2 separate regions of the Rattus norvegicus genome follow, and region 1 is linked to region 2. The links are chromatin contacts, called in public Hi-C maps. All regions are on one chromosome and are shown on one strand. Each heading gives the region's core, a stretch centred on a gene start, on an enhancer-like site or on the middle of the called end of the contact. The rest is flanking DNA. Distances are from core to core; before and after follow the strand shown.

Region 1 (3,441 bases), core at 769-3,268, 620 kb after region 2:
TACCTGTGAGACAAAGACAGATGGTTCTCCAGGTTTGACGTCAGCCTGGTCAACATAGTGAGTGCCAAGACAGCCAGAACAACACAGAGAAACCATGTCTTGAAAGAGAGATGATGGATGGATAGACAGACAGACAGACAAACAGACATAGAGGCATAGATAAAATTAAAAATAAAAACAGTAGGTTTGCTGTGTGATATATCTCTGCATGCGTGTGCTTTTCTGTGTTTTTTTCTTTAAAAACATTCTCTAACATTTGTTTTGCTCTGCCATGCCTTATCTTCTTATTTGCTTGTTTTATAAATCAGAAAAAGAAGGCATCGCATTCTATGAACAGAGAGGTGGGGTGGAATTAGGAGGAGAAGAGTAAATTGTAAGCTAAATATATTGTATGGGGAAAGCATATTTTCAATTAAAAGAAAACAGTAGTGACTGAATGCATTTGCCGTGCGTGTTTATTGGAGTATGGGGTAGTGGAGGGTGCTAGGCTTGGACGTCAGCCTCACTTAGCTATTGGGATTAGCCTACCAGCCATATGATCCTGAGGCACTTTCCAGAGACCCTGATCCGTTAGATGTGGGGATGCTACTTTTTAACCCATGTATATATTTCAATAGAAAAATCACTCAACATCCTAGACATTGCTCAGTGGATAAAGGGCTAGCCTCGCAAGTGTGGAGAATGGAGTTTGTATGCACACAACCAATGTTAAAGCTGAGTTCAGGGTGAGGTGTTCAGCCTGTAATCCAAGCATTCAGGAGATCAGAGAGGATTTCCTGCAAAGCCTGCTGTCTGGACTGGCCACACCTAAAATCTGTGCTTCAGGAAGTGGCTGCTTCATAAATAAAGCAGAGAGCAATATTAAGGCACTCAACATCAACCTTTGGATTCTGCACTCACATGCGTGGGCATGCATGCACATCTGCTTATGTTCATGTGTGCTCTCACACATACCCCACATACATGTGGATACAGATATCTCAAACACTTGTGTACACACACACACACACACACACACACACACACACACTCCCAAAAGAAGAAAGAAAGGAGGGAGGGAGGGAGGCAGGGAGGCAGGCATGTAGGTAGCAGACCATTCTGAGATAAAGACAGCAAGTTCAATTCTGTTTATAAAGGAAAGTCCAATGCACCTTTTAACATTCAAAATGGTCAGACTTTCTGCATGGTGGCTTCATGTGATGGCGCTGGTGGTTGCTGTTAGAGAGAAAACAATTATGAAATCAAGTTGACCTTGGTTCATTCATTAAAATCTGTCCCATACATTTCTGTGGGACAGACTTATTAAATGGCTCTGTTGCTTGTGCTTCCTTATGTTTACAGTATTCTTTCCTCTTCGTTATAAGCCTCCTTCACCAGCCACAGCCCGTATTCAATTTCTGAACGCTTACTTGGTCCCTAGATAATGTAGCAGGCCCAGACCCAGTTTGTCATTTGAAAGGCCTTGTACCTCGTTTTAATATTCCTAATCAGTGCATAATGTAAATGCATTCTGAATAACGCATGTCTCCACTTTAATTACTTGTTTAATTATCTTTAGTTTTTTTTTTCTTTTTCAAAGCCTACAGCAATGGCTGTTGCTCAGATGATTAGAAAATTGCTTCCAGTTGCAGAAATCTATTTCCTGTTGTTTCTCTTGGCAGTGATTGCGGACCGGCCTCCCCCAGTCATCCGACAAGGTCCTGTGAATCAGACTGTAGCAGTGGATGGTACTTTAACTCTCAGCTGTGTGGCCACAGGCAGTCCCGTGCCCACAATTCTGTGGAGGAAGGATGGAGTCCTTGTTTCAACCCAAGATTCTCGGATCAAACAGCTGGAGAGCGGGGTCCTGCAGATCCGCTACGCTAAGGTAACTTGCAAAGGCTTCATGGACTTCCTACTCGGTTCCTCTTTACTTTTACAGGCAACAACTAGCATTGAAATACTGTCACCTAGATGAAATACTAAATAAAAATACTAATACATTCTAATGGTATGCATCATTTGTTCAGGCATGCCACTGTGCCTGCTTGAGGTGACTTGACTCATAAGTTACGGCAAGTAATTTAAGGTCCTGTGGAGACAGAAGAAGATGCTTTGGAAGACGTATTAAGGAAAATGGTTGGAGACCTGAGAGAGGGAGTGTGTACACTGCGTGTTTGCAGGTGTGTGTGTGCGTGTGTGCGTGTGTGCGTGTGTGTGTGTGAGAGAGAGAGAGAGGGGGAGGGAGAGAGAGAGGATATGCAGGCATTCTGTAAGTAACCAGCCAGGAAAATGTTCTAGTATTGCTTTATGTACAGTGGATTTGAGCAGTCTTTCTGTTTGAACTACTTGGCCCAGCATTTTGGAATTACAAAGTATCATTCACATGGACAGCGCTTATAAAGTCATATATATGCTAACTCAGTGCCCATTTCAAATCAGAATGCTGCGTGATAAAAAGCCCACAGATTGGTGGGGACAAACATGGGGATTTGCCATCCCAGGTCACCTCATCATCTGTTCCTTCAGGACCAGTTTACATTGTTTTGATTTTGATTTTCTTTTGTGGTCTTGTTCTGACAAGCTTCTGAGGCATATGAAACAAGCGTCCTGGGTTGCAATCCGCATTCATTTCCACTGCCTGGATCTGGATCGTGGGTGGATCCTTTGGAGTTCTGAATGAACAGCAGAGCTGTTGTGTGCCACCAGGGTTGCGGTGTTGTACCTCTTTGTGGCAACCGTTGCCACATTGTTCTTCTCTCTCGCCAGAGCCAGATGACAATGTTATCTGGAGATAAGAGTTGTTAAATTAATCAGAAGTATATGGCTTTAGCATGCTGTTCCCGGTTTTTGGCTGAGCCCGAGTTTACTTTGGGCTTCCGTTTTCAGAAGGGAGAGAGAGTGCTTGTTCCAGCAAGGGCTTTGGTTTTATATCTGACATCTCAAGTTTTATAATAAGGGGAGAGGGGTGTAGAGTGAACAATTTAAGATAGTGTATAATTCGGTTTTTCCCAATCTTTGATGCTAAACCTAGTCTGTTAAAGAACTATCTATCACACACACACACACACACACACACACACACACACACACACACACACACACAGAGAGAGAGAGAGAGAGAGAGAGAGAGACATCAGTTATGATAACCATATAAAAGGCTCTTTATTTCTGTCTTCTTGCAATATTTTTTTTTATGTTTCAAGAAAAAATACATTTAATTACAGGGACATTTCTGGTTCGCAGATTTTAATGTATATTTCTGTATTCGTGGGCTATAGACAACCCGGTAATTGTTTTTCCAGCCCAGAAAGGTCTTGATGATTCCAAACATTTCTTTTCCCTGTGCCTTCGCAGCTGGGTGACACCGGTCGGTACACCTGCACTGCTTCGACCCCCAGTGGTGAGGCCACGTGGAGCGCTTACATCGAAGTCCAGGGTAAATACATACATTTCGTCTTA
Region 2 (3,363 bases), core at 279-2,778:
CTTTGAAATGATAAATAGTCCTTAAATATGTAAGTACTGTTAAATGTTTAGCAAAACTTAGAGCCTAGTAGTATAGAATTAAATGCTCAAGTACTGGAATTCCTGGCATATGTTGAAGCCCCACTCCCCCCCCCCCAAAAAAAAACAACAAAACAAAACAAAAAAAAAACAATTCATGAGTACTAAAACTTCTCTGAGGTCTGGGATGCTTCAGTGTGAAAAGTATTTGACATACAAGCATAAAAACTTAAGTTCTGATTCCCAACATCCTTGTAAAAGACTGGGTGTGGCAGTACTCCACTTTAAAACTCAGTGCTGAATGGACGAGCCAAGTGGATCATTTCCTCTGGACTCCTGGCCAGCCAGCCCAGCCAGAAACGGCAAGCGCCAGGTTCAGCAAAGAGATGCTGTCTCAAAAGAAATGTGGAGAAGCAACTGAAAAAGACATTCTTATTTCAAGATCTGGATTCCCGAAGCCTATCTGCACACACATTTGCACATGCATACTATACGCGCGCCCGTGCGCGCGCACACACACACACACACACACACACACACACACACACACACACGCACACAAATAGAGAAAAAGAAAGAAATATTAATACAGTTTTGCTCAAGAAATCAAAAGTTACAGCCCCGCTTCCCCAATCATAATCCATTACTAGATCCAAACTGCTTCTGGAACATTTCATTATGAAGTATCAGTTGTTTCAAGGAATACCCCAAGGGGAAAGAAGACCGTGCTGAAGTAGACTTTTCCCCCCGACCTTCATTTGTTCCTTCGGAGCCAGATGATTTAACACTTAAGCCTGAATCATAGTCTATTTCTCTATGCTCATAATCAGACTCGGCATTTATATAGTACTTATTTTATACCAGAAATCATTGTTAATGCTCGAGAGCTTTTAGGGATTTAATCCTTACAACATCCCAACGGAGCAAATAGTATTTATTTTCACAATTTCATTTTTATAGATGAAGAAAGCGAGGCTCGGGGAATACTTTACATGCCCAAGGTCACACAGCTGTGGAAGTGATGAAATCAGAATTCAAAAGGAAAGAAATCTGCTCCACAGATCAAGCTTGTGAGCAGTATTAAAACCCACCCTTTAGAAAGAAAAAATAAACCGTGGACTCAGACCAGCTAATCCTTCTGGGAACGTAAGGAAGAGGCTAGAGAGCGTGCTCACGGACTACGAAAACACCTCCCTGGGATTGCGTGCATTACGTGTTCGTTATACTGACCTGCAGGTGAAATTGGCTTCCGCGTCTTAAGTCGAGCAAAGCCTGGAAGGAGAACTCAAATGCAACACCTACAGGAATAACTTTCGGCCCTGTAATTCCAGCACGTTAGTTCTGGGGCTCAGTAATTATTCTTAAGTGAGACTCATTTAAAACAAGATGAAAATTAAGGGATATGATTTGGTGATGTGTGGTGGTTTTAAAAGTCTTGTGCTCTCGCCAAACCACCCTGTCCTCGGGGAGTTCATTAGGATCTGACTAGCCTCGTGGCGTCTCTACTTCAAATGGGTGCTCTGACCACAGATATATATGCAGCTTCTCTGTAGTTGCAGTTTTCAGTTAGGCAAATGTTGCAGATAAACAGCTTCATTATTTTCCTCTGCTACTGGAGATAATTGTATAAATTGTACCTAAAATCTATATAAACTATGATCACGTTGTAATTACCCCCAATTAATGTTTTAATTAACATAATGGCCCTCTCTTTTTAACTAAATACCGAAAGCTCTAACCCTCTGAAATGAAATACACATTACTCATGGCACATGCCTCCAGCAGGTCTCCCCCGAAGTCTACACAGAGGTCTCATGACTCACAGGCAGGCTTGGTTATGTGTACTCTTAACTTCCTTTGTAAACCTAACCATGAACATTTAAACGCGTGCTTCTCTGCTTGCTAGAAACAGAGAAAGAAGACTGTTTCCTAACATGTTTATAATCTTAAGGCTAAAAATAGAGCATAAAATTCCTGATTCCTTACGATGTGCATTTACACCTCATGTTTAGACCACGAAGACCGCAGGGAGTAGAAATAAAGAGAAAAAAAATCAAGGAATATAGAAAATTAGCTGTCCCGGCCCAAGGGAACATCAACGGAGACCCTGAAGAGGGGAGTGGGAATGAATGGGACAAGAGACATGAGAAGTGGAGACAAGACAGTATTCTGATCAAGTCTCATTTAATAAGGGAAAAAGCACTTGCTTATAAAAAAATCAAACAACGCAAACTGGTCATCAGGGGAACAATAAACATACGTCACATCAGAAACCATCGGCATAACTTTTGATTTCCCAAAAACTTCCAACCTACAAGTTTCAATTTCCTGACGCTTCTAACTAACAATAGAGTGAAACTCATTCTTGTGCAGAAAGAAGTCATCAGGAAGTCTCCTGTATTCTTGACTGGTGGTAACCCCCATGTATGTTACTTGGAAACAAGTCCCATGAAGTGGAAAAGACCTAGCTCAGACAAAGAAAGGCATAAGCAGACCGGGTGTCACCACACAATTAGCCATTATGCTTTATGAAGACTCTCTAAAGTCCCTAATGTATACCAATATGCTACAAAAGGAAGTAATCTGCAAGGGCCAAATTTTAGGTTCTTAGAAATAAAGACATGTTATGTTTTTCAAAGGAGATGTGCCTGAAACTCATAGTTCAGCCCAGAAAGCGTTAAAATATCCTATCTAGTCAAAGAAATTCTAGTCTCTCATGGGCAAGCCCTGAGACCTTGAGGATCTCTTCTGGTCACTGATTTTTATTATAAATGGAAAAACCAACCACCGAGTGGCCCAGGTACCAGTGAATGTCAGAACCATAGAAGCAGAAACAAGTTAGAATCAGAATCGTCAGGGTGCACAGACGTAAAGAAGCAGCAGCATCCGTGACATAGATTAGGTTAAAGATTGGGAATAGTGTATTCTTTACTCGTGTATACTTTTAGTGTTTTATGTATTCACATGTAACTTAGCAGAAATCGTCACATAATTATTATGTTAACTGCAGAACGATACGTTCTTCATAACAATGATCACCTGAAGACACCATTTGCCATTGGCCATCCCTAAGCTGAAATGCAATGAGCAGGAAGGAAGAACTTTGCTGTCATTGAGACATCTTATGGACTTAGAAAAGATGTTAAATTGAGACATGATCTGTCAATAGGTTTGGATTAATGGCGCTATAAATCCGAGATCAAGGATTAGGTCAATGTGGTTTACTTCTGAAGTAATGAGTGTGGCCCATCCCTTAAAAATAAAATGTAAGTACTGTGGGATGCTGTGTGGACAGAAACCACAATTGGAGGTTTTTTTAAGCGTAAAAACAAACATCTGATATTT

What was found. Hi-C and Micro-C count contacts between places; a contact is called where the count stands out from the background.
Region 1: a Hi-C map of the A7r5 cell line shows a contact between it and region 2, with 4 times the contacts expected there. The contact joins two enhancer-like sites. A contact is called at or near these places in 9 of 12 Hi-C or Micro-C datasets (the A7r5 cell line, Schwann cells, frontal cortex and 5 more).

Annotation. Positions count from the first base shown.
Region 1 is chr11:25,026,618-25,030,058 of GRCr8, forward strand. It overlaps Robo1 (roundabout guidance receptor 1), which reads left to right. Exons shown (of 31, transcript NM_022188.3): 11 at 1,662-1,867; 12 at 3,337-3,418. Among named protein-coding and RNA genes, the nearest start is that of Trnav-aac31, 83 kb to the right of the region's middle. Within about 2 kb of position 2,019, at least 3 of the 93 cell types and tissues checked have an H3K27ac peak or open chromatin away from gene starts, as enhancers often do. A contact at or near this core is called in the A7r5 cell line, where this site is marked.
Region 2 is chr11:24,411,718-24,415,080 of GRCr8, forward strand. All of the region lies in intron 2 of Robo1 (roundabout guidance receptor 1), which reads left to right. Among named protein-coding and RNA genes, the nearest start is that of Robo1, 350 kb to the left of the region's middle. Within about 2 kb of position 1,529, at least 2 of the 93 cell types and tissues checked have an H3K27ac peak or open chromatin away from gene starts, as enhancers often do. A contact at or near this core is called in the A7r5 cell line, where this site is marked.